Regions from separate parts of the Rattus norvegicus genome. Here region 1 is linked to region 2. The links are chromatin contacts, called in public Hi-C maps. All regions are on one chromosome and are shown on one strand. The core of a region is the stretch at or near the end of the contact, and the rest is flanking DNA. Distances in the headings are between cores, read along the strand shown.

Region 1 (6,188 bases), core at 2,033-4,532, 170 kb after region 2:
TTAACAGCAATAGAGTCTTGAATTTAACAGATTACTTATTTGAACCTCAATCTCAAAAATATGTAAATCACAATAAAGATAGCCCAGTCCTCAAAGGGTTCTGATGAGGATTCTGGGAAATGATCCTTGCCAATGAATTTAGCACTGAGCCTACCCCATGATGAGGACCAATAAACACTAATAATTATCCATTTATTTATTTGTTTACTTATTTTTGTGTGTAGTTAGTTACTTATTTGGGGGGAGGGCTGGGACTTTGATTTCAGGGCCTTCCACATGCTCCCCAAAGATTTCTCCCACTGACCTACATTCCTAGTCTTCTTTCAATTTGGTATTTTGAGAGGAGATCTTAATGAGTTGTCTAGACTAGCCTTTGCTCTATAGCACAGGTAGTCCTTGATTTTAACAATCCCTCTGCCTCAGTCTCCCAAGCAGCCAGGATTATCAGTCTGTGTCCCAGGCCTGGCTGTGTTGGCTATATTTAAAGGAACTAAATCATGTCAAGAATATAGTGGCTACCATTAGCAAAATGTGGTTTTTTCCCCCCTCTCTTAATTGTTTTTATTTTGTAATTCATGAGAAAAACACATGCTTCTTAAACCTTCACTGAAAAAATCGCAGTGTGAGGCTGAGACAACTTTGGTCAGGTTTCTGTCCTTAGCAGAGATTTCTAAGTTCAGAATTTCGATGTCTGCAAAACATGATTCAGCTAACTAAACTCATTATACTGGTACACTCCCAGGAACACATGTCTCAAAGGAGATACACCCAACCCGGCACTTAATCCTTTCAAGGTATTATTATGTGGCCTAGTTCTTTCCTATCAAAATCAAACTACACATCGGAAGATGGGGTTCCAGACCACACACCCAAGGAGACAGATGAGGAGTAGAGAGGAAGCCTTGGAGGCAGAGAAAACCTCAGAAGGCACAGGAGATAACGCATGAGGACCCCAAGGACACTGACAGGAATGGTCTGCCTTCTGCCCTTGGCGCTGCTGCTGGCCACATCCGACACTGCCAGACCTGTTCATACACGGAAGCAACCCCAGATTTGTAGGGCAGCCATTTAAAAGCTAGTAGGGAACTCCCAGCAGCGTTTTTTAAAAGCCTGAATGGAAAGAGTCAGAGGCAGTCTTTTTCATCCTTCCCTCTGGGCTTTGGAGAGTGCCATGGTGACCACCTGGAAGGCATCTAAGTAACCAATATCCATATCCTTTGCCTTCCCAGACTCCTGGCTCTTAACCTCCAAGACTCTTCCAGGCATGTGGGACCACGGGGTAGCCAAATTCCAAAGCCAACGATACTAGACACACCCTCTCTCCCTCCCTCTCCTGCTTTACCCCCCCCCCCCACACACACACACCCATGACAGGCCACATGTAACTGATTGGGGTCTTCCTGATTGGTGATGTGCACAATCCAGTGCTGCTACTGAGTCCTTGCCCACGCATGCGCACGGTAGTCTAGTTACTTTGGCCTTGTCTAGTGCCTGCTTCCCAGGGCCACTACATCAATCCAATCAATGCTGGAACAGCTGGCTCTTAATAACACTGGATTAAACAAATCGATTACAGAAAGGTCAGTTTGGTACCTAACATTTAGAATGTCGGGGCCTGAGCACTTGGTATCTGTTGGGGACCAGTGCCACGTAAGGTCAGGAATCTTACTCCTGAGCAGAATTACTTGAAAGAAAGAAATGTCGATCCTACGGTCATGGCTTTAATGTCCTTACATTACATCTACTTGCAGGAAGAAAACTGAACTGGGGCAAAAATAGTGTATTCACTGTTTTAAAAATTCCTTGTGGTTAGACATACACATAACACTGCATACAGTCAACAGACCACGGTAACACTTGCCGGCCAATAGAAGGAACAGGATCAAACTCCACACGTTTTTATTGTAGTGAGAAAGGGGCTACCAGTTGGAAAGAATTATGTCCACACATGTCCTTTGACCTCTCAAGAAATGAAAACTGTTGAGACATCTTGGGAGAGGCTCGCAGTCCACCTGACATGGCACGTAAAGGGAAGCCTGAGCCTCCAGTTGGCTCTGCCCCCTGGAAACCTGCTTGTCATTACCATGTGTGCTGTGAGAAGCCCGACTGAATGCTGTAAAATGTGTGGAGCCCATGTTTTATGAGCTGCCTCCACAGTTCAGAGGGTGAAAACAGGCAGAGGGAAGTGGGATCGCAGACCCATCATCGGCCAGTTGGCAGACATCAAGATCCAGGCAGGAAGGCGGCCAATGCTACAAGTCACATGTCAACAGAAATGAGGGGATGGGGTGGGGGTGGGGTGGGGGTGAGCACAGGGGAAAGGAGTAAGAGAGAGAGATTGGTGGGGGGAACCATGTCGGAAGGAAGCAAAGGGAGGTATGTGTGGGCTGACCTGCTCCTGCTGTGAACCCTGAGGACAGAGGGAATCACAGCCAGCTAGGGGAAGAGCTGCCACCAGCGTCCTCATATTAGACTCCTTGAGTGTCTGCCATAAATGGAGGTGTGTCCTTGGTCAGGACTTGTAACGCACTGTAGCACTGTAAAATGAGAAGGGTTGAACCACTGGTCTGTAAAACAACAAAAGCAGTTCCACACTGCTTTTATTAAATTTACACACACACACACACACACACACACACACACACACACACAGAAGGGAGGGAACCACACCTCTCAACATAAAACACCTCAACTCTAGGAATGAAAGGATGCTTGTGTGCTTGGCTTCACGTCGGCCATCCGGCCCAGATGTCTATCTCTTGAGCATATGGGGGTCTTCTACAGATCCTACTTTATCAGCAAGACAGGGAGGCCTGACAGATCCCCTGGAAATCACCTCTCTGGTTCCAAGTGTTTTAGGGTCTGTTTTACAGCAGGTTTAAATGGAGTGTGCTTAAGGGAAACCTTGCGCTGCACTCCAAATTGGTCAAGTCCTAAAACGGAGTTTGAGTTCTGCCTTTCTTCCCAGCTTACCCTAGAGATGGAGACAGGAGGAAGAGACTTGCATTGTGTCCACTAATTATGCAAACCAGTTTATTTATCTACAAGAAACAAACAACAAAAACCATGCATAGCATGGACCAGGTTACTGGCACTGTGCTGACAGCTGCGCTCACCCAGGCAGAGTCAGAGCTCTATGTACTGATCATAAAACGCACAGTGTGCACACCTTAGGATCCAGACACACAGACCATGCTCTGGGGATCCCAGGATGATCCTGGAGGGAGTTAAGAATAGCTTTACTGCAACCCTGACATTTGAGCCTGTAGCTGAAGGAGCTCGCCAGGCTGCACCGAGCGGCGGGAATGTCTATTAAGCAAAGGACACTGCGGGAAGGCTGAGAGTCCACTAAGGGTGTGACCTGCTCCCAGGGGAAGGACAAGTTCAAAGCGGTTGGGGTTTTGGATCTAGTCCAGCCTGGTGTTTGAAATACACGTCTAAGAGATGGCCCTGATGGCTTGCCTACACATACGGTTACAAAACATTGCGGATCAAAATGTAGAGCATAAGGCTTGAATGTGGGCCACCTACGCCTTTTAGATACTGAGGAACTAGACTTTCAGAAAAATGAAGTGTGCATGGGCTTTTTGCTGTTTGTTCTGCCATTTGCGATTCTTTAAGGCAGGAAGAAAAAACATTTGAAATGTTATCTATATATCTAGATACTCAGATACAAATAGACGTACATTGAAAGGTTTCTTTAAGGAAAGTCTCATGTGGTATTTGCTATGTGCCAAGCACTACCATAAACACACTGCGTGTATTAGATACATGTGATCTGTCCAGTAATTCAGTAAGGTAGTCTTTCTTGTTCCTCATACCTAACCTATCAGGCAGAGAAATATCAAATAACTTGCCAGAGTTAATCGGCCGGTTAATATCAGGGTCAGGACTAGAAAATGAAGCTGGACTTTGCCCGCAGCATTCCTCACCACCCTGTTCACCCACCTCTCATGAGACCCTCGTAACAAGGTCACTGCTGGGAAGGGAGACCATGACAGAGATGGGCGCTCCATCACATTTCGTCTCTTCCGCCACCCCCCCCCCCTAGGTGTGTGTTCCTGGTGGATGCCATGCAGACATTCATTATGGAATATACCGTAACTTTTGATTCAAAAGAAACAAATGGTAAGTTCTAGAGACTCAGAATTATGCTGAGTGCTTTTATAGTCACAGGTACTGGCACAGAAAGGTACAGAGGAGGGAGAATGAGGAGACCACAGCACAGTCCAGTCCAGAAACAGGGCTGGCAGACAGCAGGACTACTTGGACCCACCACAGAGAAGCCTCCCGAGAGAACCCTTTCATTCCCACTTCAGATCAACTCCTAAAGCCACTGAGGCAAAGAGTTGGAAATCAGGATCCCAGCAAGACAGCACAATCCAGGGGAGCTCTCAAAGGCTACAATTTACAAACAGTAGGTGGCTGGAAACCATGAGAAGGAAAACACCTCACTCTCCACCCACACCAGTGTGATCAAGACCGCACCCACCTCCCACCCCCACCCATCTTGAACTAGGAGCCCATATATTAATTACACCGTGCCATGGTTCATTTCAGCAAAAATCAACTATCATTCTTCTGACCTGGGGGGGGGGGGTGTTTAAAAATTCCCTCATGGAGACGCTGAAAAAAGTAACATGACATCATGTTGCCTGTGTCAGGTTTATAAATGGGCCAGGGGGAGGCAGGGGTGTAACCTGACACTATCAAAACACGGGCCCTGCTGGAAGAAAGAAGGCCATTGTTGTACGCTGTCAGCTCTCTCCTAGCTGGAGGTAAAGTGAGATTGGAGAAACATTAGCAGGAGGCCAGGAGCTGTGCGGGGCCCTGACTCCCTTGTCTGCTAAGGAATCAGGCAGGCCCGGGTCCCCACTTCCTGTGGGGTATGTCACCCCTGGTTTTATTCTCCTAAGTCATTTTTGTTCTGTACCTCAAAGCAAAGGAATGCTTAGCCCAACAACAAGAAAGCCCAGGGACTTTTTCTTTTTTTTAAATTTCTGGAGCAAGACTATTTTCCTAAGCAGACAACCAGAGAGGGAACACGTATGACCATGTGCATACAGGGTTGGGATTTTCTATGAAAGACAGAAATGGAAGCCTGTTTCAAAGCTAGAAAGACAGACCACTTCAAAAAGGGTCAAGTGGACCCCTTACATACAACAGTAACAAGAAACAAAATTCCGAAAACTTAAAAACACGAAGTTTCCAAGTGATGGGCTGGGGCTACGATCAGGATGCAAGTGACAGAATGTGGCATGTATTACAGAGCCAGGAGGGACAGACACAGACAGGCCAGAGGACAAAGTGTTGGCACAAAGAGTAAAAAAAAAAAAAGAAAAAAAATTAATGCACAAAAGGAGAGGGGAAAAGATTTATGGTGAGCGAAAGTTCAGAAAATAAAAAGCCAGACAATTGAAGGCAGCCTGACTAGAGACACGATTCATTGTCCTGGACACACATTTAATTTGATTTTTCTCTTTTCTCTCTTCCCCATCTCCCAGCTCATGCTTGAAGGAAAGAAGTGCGAACAAACAGCCCCTCCGGGGCCAAATGTGCGCAGATACTTTTGACAGTGGAGCCAGGCGGGTTTGGCCCGTCAGCTAGTCCTCCTCAGGGAAATGACCACTTTTGTGATCACTGAGGACAGGCCTTGACTGAGGTCAGAGAGCAGAGGGGCGAGCATGAAGCTGGTTGTGGGTGGCTCTCCTGGTCTTCAGCTTGCTTGTTTCCACCCAACTCTAACCCTATCATCAGTCTACAAGGTCCTTAACCTCTCAAAACAGCTCTCTCCACCCACCCCTCATGCCTCCTGGGCTTAATTCACCAGCAATTAAGAAAGCAGCCATACAGACCACTGGGTTCCTAGTTGCTAACTGCAGCTTTTACGTTAACCCTAGCACATCTTCCTTGGAACAAAACAGGGACCCCCTCAACTAAAGTATAATGGTGCCCCATGGCCCAAGAGCCTTCAAAAGGCTTTCCCACAGAGCCTTGGAACCAGCCCCCACCATGCTTCAAAGAAGACAAGGGAGGGCCCCCCTGGACCACCATCCAAGCTCCAAGCTTACTTGTCCCTCTCAATCCCAGTCCCCTGAGTCTTTTTCTCTGTGGCTGGGAGCTTTCTTGGCGCCAGAGCGTGCTCATTAGAGAGGAGCGGAACACAAGCAGAAGAGGAGGCAGCCACT
Region 2 (5,962 bases), core at 1,795-4,294:
TCAACATAATGATGTGAGTATCACTGCTGGCTGTACCCACATGTTCCTGGCTCACAACAGATAGCACCCCTCAGAATGAAGTGACAGTGCATGCCTGGTCCAGAAGGAAAACTACAGCATGGCTTTCTTCCAACACAAGAGGAATGTCAAGAGTTGGTAGGAAAGGTTATCAAAGGTATTGCTTGATGACGACAGAAAGGAAAGAAGGAAGGAAGGAAAGATATAGACCAGAAAAGAAACCTATCTTCATGCATGCTATAATATCTGGGTACCCATTAGTTTTACCCTTTCATACCAAAAGCTCTTCCATGCACAAATCAAGTTGATACGGCGGGGATAACCGTAAGGTGAAATGATTGTAGAGGTATACTTGGAGGGTCCCCCTTCCATGAAATCTAATTCTGTTAGACTCAAACTTCCTATAGAAACAGCCCTTTAAGTGACAATAGAGTCATGTTCTTCTCTACGTTGCACATTTTTACTCAGATCTACAAAATCCTCAGACAAACTCAACACCAAAAAAGGCTCCTTAACATAGGAACTAGATGGGGACACTCCTTGTGGCCTGCCAGGCTCTGAGGACACTGAGCATCTAATCTTCCACATGTTGGGCCTCAAAGTCCAGCTGTCATCACATCCGAGGTAGGTACGAAGGCATCGTTTATAGGGCTTATTGGTATGTCTCTTCGCTTGGTGAATTTTAACCACTTTATCAAAAAAAAAAAATATATATATATATATATGAACTCTTCACAAATTTTAAAGAAGAAATTACCCCTGAGCTATTGAAAAATGAATATTGCTTTTCTGTTCTGAGGCAATATTTGAAGCCCCATTCATTCATTCATTCATTCATTCAACAAAGTCCTACTATACATATCCATACTGGTCTCAAGCTCATAAGGGCCCTGCTTAGCCTTCACTGTATGCTAGGATTACAAATACATCCCACTGTACCAATCTCTGAATCAAGTCTTCTTACTCAGAGATCCAGTCTATTTCCTTAAGAAGAAACCAAATCAAACTCGTTGGGATAAAGAAAAAAATAATTTTCCCATGATGCTAAATAAGACAGTAATATGTCCAAAGGTGTCTCCTGGTGACTCTGCAGCCTATGGCCCTTGCACGTGACCCATCACTAAGACATGATATCATCCTTTCTCACCCACAGCAGCACTGTCAAAAAGAACGTGCTACCCATCCGTTGGCACCTGCCATTCCAAAGCAATGTTAGGCACTTCTCTCCTCCAGTAAAACAGGTGCCAAAGATGGCCTCCTAAACTCCCAGCTTTAGCAAAACCAATCACGAGGAAGAATAAAGCTAGGTCAACTGGTACTCAGAGAGCACGGATCAGGCAGGTGGTCATGAGCAGGTTCGCACTGTTGGTTCCCATATACCCGATATTTCCTCAGCACATTCTCTCTCCCTACTCCTCTGGGTTTCAGTCATGCCTGTGCCTGGGTGCTTTTAAACAACCAAGTTCCTCCTCATAAACTCTCCTCAACCTAATGAATATCTTGCTTGCCCTTGATATTTTTGATCTTTTTCAATAAGGCGAGGATCTCCCTAAGGACGCTGTAGAGGGAATGCGGCCAACAATGGTGGCCTATTGTATAATAACATGCCTCGCCTACCTAGACTGGAAGTCTCTGCAGACAGTGCATTGGGATGCATTCCTCGGTGGCGAAAGAAGATTTACCTACGGAGCAGTGGGGCTGGCAACAATAAAGGCGCTTGAATTTTTTTACACGGTAAATGCTTTAAATAAATACTCGTTCAAAGGAAAGTGGGTTTGCGAAGACTTATTACAATTGTTTTATAGACGTGTTCTACCAGAAATTTGAAAATAAGAGAATGAAAAGATGCAGGGAAAAAAAAGTCCAGAAAGACCCCCCCCCACCCCACCCCCAAACAGTGCACCATTTAAATTATATTCTACTCATGAAAGACTACACTGGAAAATGTGCAAGAGCTAGACACAAATAGGGGAACACTTTGTTGTGCCATAGTACATGGGAGGCGACTGTTCTGATGGTCTTGGGGTGTGCATGTATGTTTAAAGAAGGCAGGGAATTTTGCAGGTCCTTGCTTCTTCCTAGGACAAGATTTCAAGATTCTAGTAAACAACAACAACAACAACAACAACAACAACAACAACAACAACAACCAGGTCTATGAATTCCCTGACCCGGAAACTGTTCAACTAGTCAGTTAAAAAGAAAATCCCACCAGCATTAAAGAAATAAGTGATACGGCTAACAGATGTGACGCTTCCTATTTATGGCTTGAAGTCAGTACTCTGGTGACTTGGAGACAAAATGTGTATTTAAAAGCTCCTTTTTATCTCTCCAGCACCATGCAAGACTCAAATGAACCTTTCACTGGGACACCGGAGATGTTAACACTCGTCCTCCAAGATCCAATTTCAACCAACCGAGCTGTTACCTAATCCAGCAGCCATCACATATGATCAGGTTGCCGCCTCCCTGATGGGTGCCCGGCACCCCTCCCTTCTTCCCATTCCATCTCCTGCCCAAGAGCTTTCCGTGAAACTGGGCTTTAAAGGGTCCCCATGCCTGTGCATGCTGGTGCATCCAGGGTTCTAACAGCCCCACTGGCTGTACCTAACACCAAGGTATTTATCCCGGTTTAGGTAATAATTCTTAAAGAAGGAGTTTCCTACCCACAAATCACCCCCTCCCATTCCAATAAAGACAGAGACCAGTCACGACGGGTAAGTGATTTACACAGAGGTTGTCACAGTCTTTAGAAGGCACCAGAAGTCACATTGCTGTTATCACTTGCCCTAGGGTTAATCCTGTGCTAAAACTCCAGAGATAAGGAGATTGTCACAGCCTGGTTGAAGCAGCTCTCACAACTGGCCACCTGCGGTTCAATCTTTATTTATTTTCTTCACACAAGGAGAAAAACAAACCAAACCCAAAGGCACATTCAAGAGAGCCAGTGGGAGGGCTGTGCAAAGGATTGTTTTGTCCTTGGCTGAGCAATACAGCTCGGGAACCGCTCCCTGCTGGTGCCCACTAGAGGGCACTCTCTCCCCACCGAGGACTTGTTTAAAGGGTCCCAACAGCCACCAACATCTCCATGGAGCTGGGGAACTGGGATCTGCTCAGATTTGAGCTCCCAAATGTGGGCAGACGGGGAGGAGAGCATATTAGCAGAGGACATTGTTTCAGGGTATGGAGTAAAACTTGAAACTCGCTTAGCTGGGCCAGATAAAGAGACCATTGGAAAAGATAACCCCTGGACAGACACAAGGCTAAAAAGCCTCTTCATGGTTTCAAAGCACCAAGGCAGAAGCTAGATTTTTACAGTCTCTGGAGCAGTTTGGAGTTCTGTCTTTCCAAGACGAGCTACCAACCCCAAGCCAGGCAGGACTTTGAAGCCAGTGGAGGAGCTAGGAGTAGTCTGCCCTTGTACTTTTAGAAACTGGAAAATGTTTAGCCCCTGGGACCCTTTGTGCACACTGAATTGCATCATCACCTGGCAATATAAACACAAACTCTGCTAGCACACTTACAGATTATAAAGGTGGGTAACTTTGCTAAAAATAAGGCAGGCTCCTGCCACCAAGAGAGTGAGCTCCTAGAAGCCAGTGGTGACCCAGCATGATCTCATGACTCAGGTATCGTGCATCTATTCAGGTCCTTTCAGAGCTCTTGTGCACGCAGCCGAGTAGGATGTAGGACTACGGCATCTTAGGCATCTGTGTCCCGCCACCCTTCTAGGCCAGGCAGTTAGTTCCTGGTGTGTGCACCCCCCTCCGGTTCTAAGTTGTACAGAGAGAACGCTTTTTCTCTCCCATCTCTTCCACACCCATTTCCCAAAACTAAGATCTGCCTTTCAAATGTGACCATTCTAAACAAGTAAGACTATGCTGACATTAAGGCAATGGCTTTTGGAGTGAGGGAGAGCCAAGCACAGGACCAGTATCTGTGAAGGGTTTCTCTGAGGCCTAAGATTACACCAGCTGCTTTCAGATTTGTAGATCTCCGCCACCCCACTACTCCACCACCCCGACCTTTCAGGGTGTGTCATTTCTGACAGGCACAGTCATCATCCACATACTGGTGGACACTCCTCCAGCAGGAAAAGGACTAAGCTAGGCGCTGATTCTTCTAAACCGTGTCGGGACCCATATCTCCCATTCCTTAGTAGCCTGAAGCTTGGGGTTGTACTTATGGGCGCTCATCCCTCCCAGTTCTCAAGCCTCTTCTGTCTTTGATGAAAAGCTGTCTTGGTGAGTTATTTTAAAGAGTCGTCTATCAAGTAAATGGAAATGATTAACCATTTGATTTCCCCAGTTTCACAATCCGGCATTTACAGGCAGCTGCCAGACAACGGTTGATGGATAGGCTCAGGAGAGAGCCTATCGGAGTTCACTGTCGGAACTCAGACTGTAGAGGACCAAGCGGGAATCTTCCTGGCTGCTGGCCTAGAATGGCCTCTTCAGAGGATTCCAGTGCACAGAATCTGGAGATCTGGGAATCACTCTGATACACGGTATTGTCCCCTTCGAATCACACAGGAGTTTGTTCGGGTCAGTGGTCTCCTAAAGTGTCACCATTTGGTATGAAGACAAGATATCTTTCAATCCTTGCAATATTTTCCTGGGTTCATTAATGAGCAGGTATATATAAACAGCATATGGGATCAGAAAAGGACTTGTCAACTTCCTTCCAACAACGAGATAGTGAGGTCTTCAAGTGTTTCAGTGCGAGCATATTTACGGAGTGTTTCTTATGGTATCATGGCTGCCCTGATTTTCAAAGGGTGCTCTAGCCAGGAACTGGAAAATGCACTCATTTCTTCCCACTTGGCCCAGAGCCGCAACACGTGCACTGCGGGTGAAGTTTTAAGGCAGGAGATGAAAACAAAAATACAGGGTACTCTTGGGGATGGTTTTTACTATTTTGAGCATTTATGTTTAGGAGTTTTCTCTAGAGACCTACCAAGTTTTTCCCGTCTTTTCTCTGGGCTAACTTCTGGCCCTTCTGGTCACAGGACTTGTACTTCTCAAGGGATGTACGGGCATGGATCCCATTCACACGTTCCCTGCTTGGCACACCGAGTCTCCCCGGGCCAGCTGGCAGGGAGAAAGCTAACTCACTGGACAACAGGCGCCTGCATTTCTGGACGAGTGCCGGCTGCCTGGTGACGGACTTACAGATCTTAATAGATAAAGCTTCTACAGTGGCTCAGGAAACCCTCTTTGTAACAAGAAAAGCTACAGAGGTTGGGGGTTGGGGCATGGCTTCATATGACCTCTGCCCTCAGATCTGTGTACTCAAGACATTTGAGGAAAGGGAATGAGGTAGGGGAGAGGGCCAGGGTAGGGTGTGTAAGGCCTGGGCTGCACATGGGAACTCAGGATGTGGAAAACCATTTCCTACTTAGTTATACATAAGAAGCATGGGAGATATGGAGCCAGTAGCTGGAGGATGCTGCGCTCTCCACAGAGAGGAAGACTTCTCTCTACAACAGCATCTCCTACAGCAAGTCACTACGGAAGGCGGGAGGGGTTCCTTAATGCGTTCTTGCCTCAAGCTGAAAACATTTTGTGGATTAAAGTCATCCTAAGATGTCCAGAACATTGCCTGGTTCTTGCTGGCTATGATAAGTTCCCCAACCCCACCAGCAAACTCTAATATCCAAGAAAATATAAGTGTACATTCAGGCTTCTCTTCACCCAGTTCTACAATGCAGCTTAAGGATCCTTGAGGAAAGTACAATGAGATAGAAGCGGGGATATCCCATGCTAACCCACATTCCAGACTCTTGCTGGGGGACTTTGCCTCATTTTAGTTTCAGTTTCCTCGTCATGAAATAAGTAGTGATGATACTGATTTGTCACCATTCAGACTATGAGTAAAATGAGGTTATTGTTATTTATGACGATGATGACAGTGACAATGATGTTTTTTTTTAATTTGGTTGGGT

What was found. Hi-C and Micro-C count contacts between places; a contact is called where the count stands out from the background.
Region 1: a Hi-C map of psoas muscle shows a contact between it and region 2, with 2.6 times the contacts expected there. The contact joins two enhancer-like sites. A contact is called at or near these places in 6 of 12 Hi-C or Micro-C datasets (the A7r5 cell line, frontal cortex, hepatocytes and 3 more).

What each region holds. Positions count from the first base shown.
Region 1 is chr13:83,070,004-83,076,191 of GRCr8, forward strand. The region is part of intron 2 of Pbx1 (PBX homeobox 1); the gene reads right to left. Among named protein-coding and RNA genes, the nearest start is that of Pbx1, 48 kb to the right of the region's middle. Within about 2 kb of position 3,283, at least 16 of the 93 cell types and tissues checked have an H3K27ac peak or open chromatin away from gene starts, as enhancers often do. A contact at or near this core is called in the A7r5 cell line, where this site is marked.
Region 2 is chr13:82,904,542-82,910,503 of GRCr8, forward strand. All of the region lies in intron 2 of Pbx1 (PBX homeobox 1), which reads right to left. Among named protein-coding and RNA genes, the nearest start is that of Pbx1, 210 kb to the right of the region's middle. Within about 2 kb of position 3,045, at least 11 of the 93 cell types and tissues checked have an H3K27ac peak or open chromatin away from gene starts, as enhancers often do. A contact at or near this core is called in the A7r5 cell line, where this site is marked.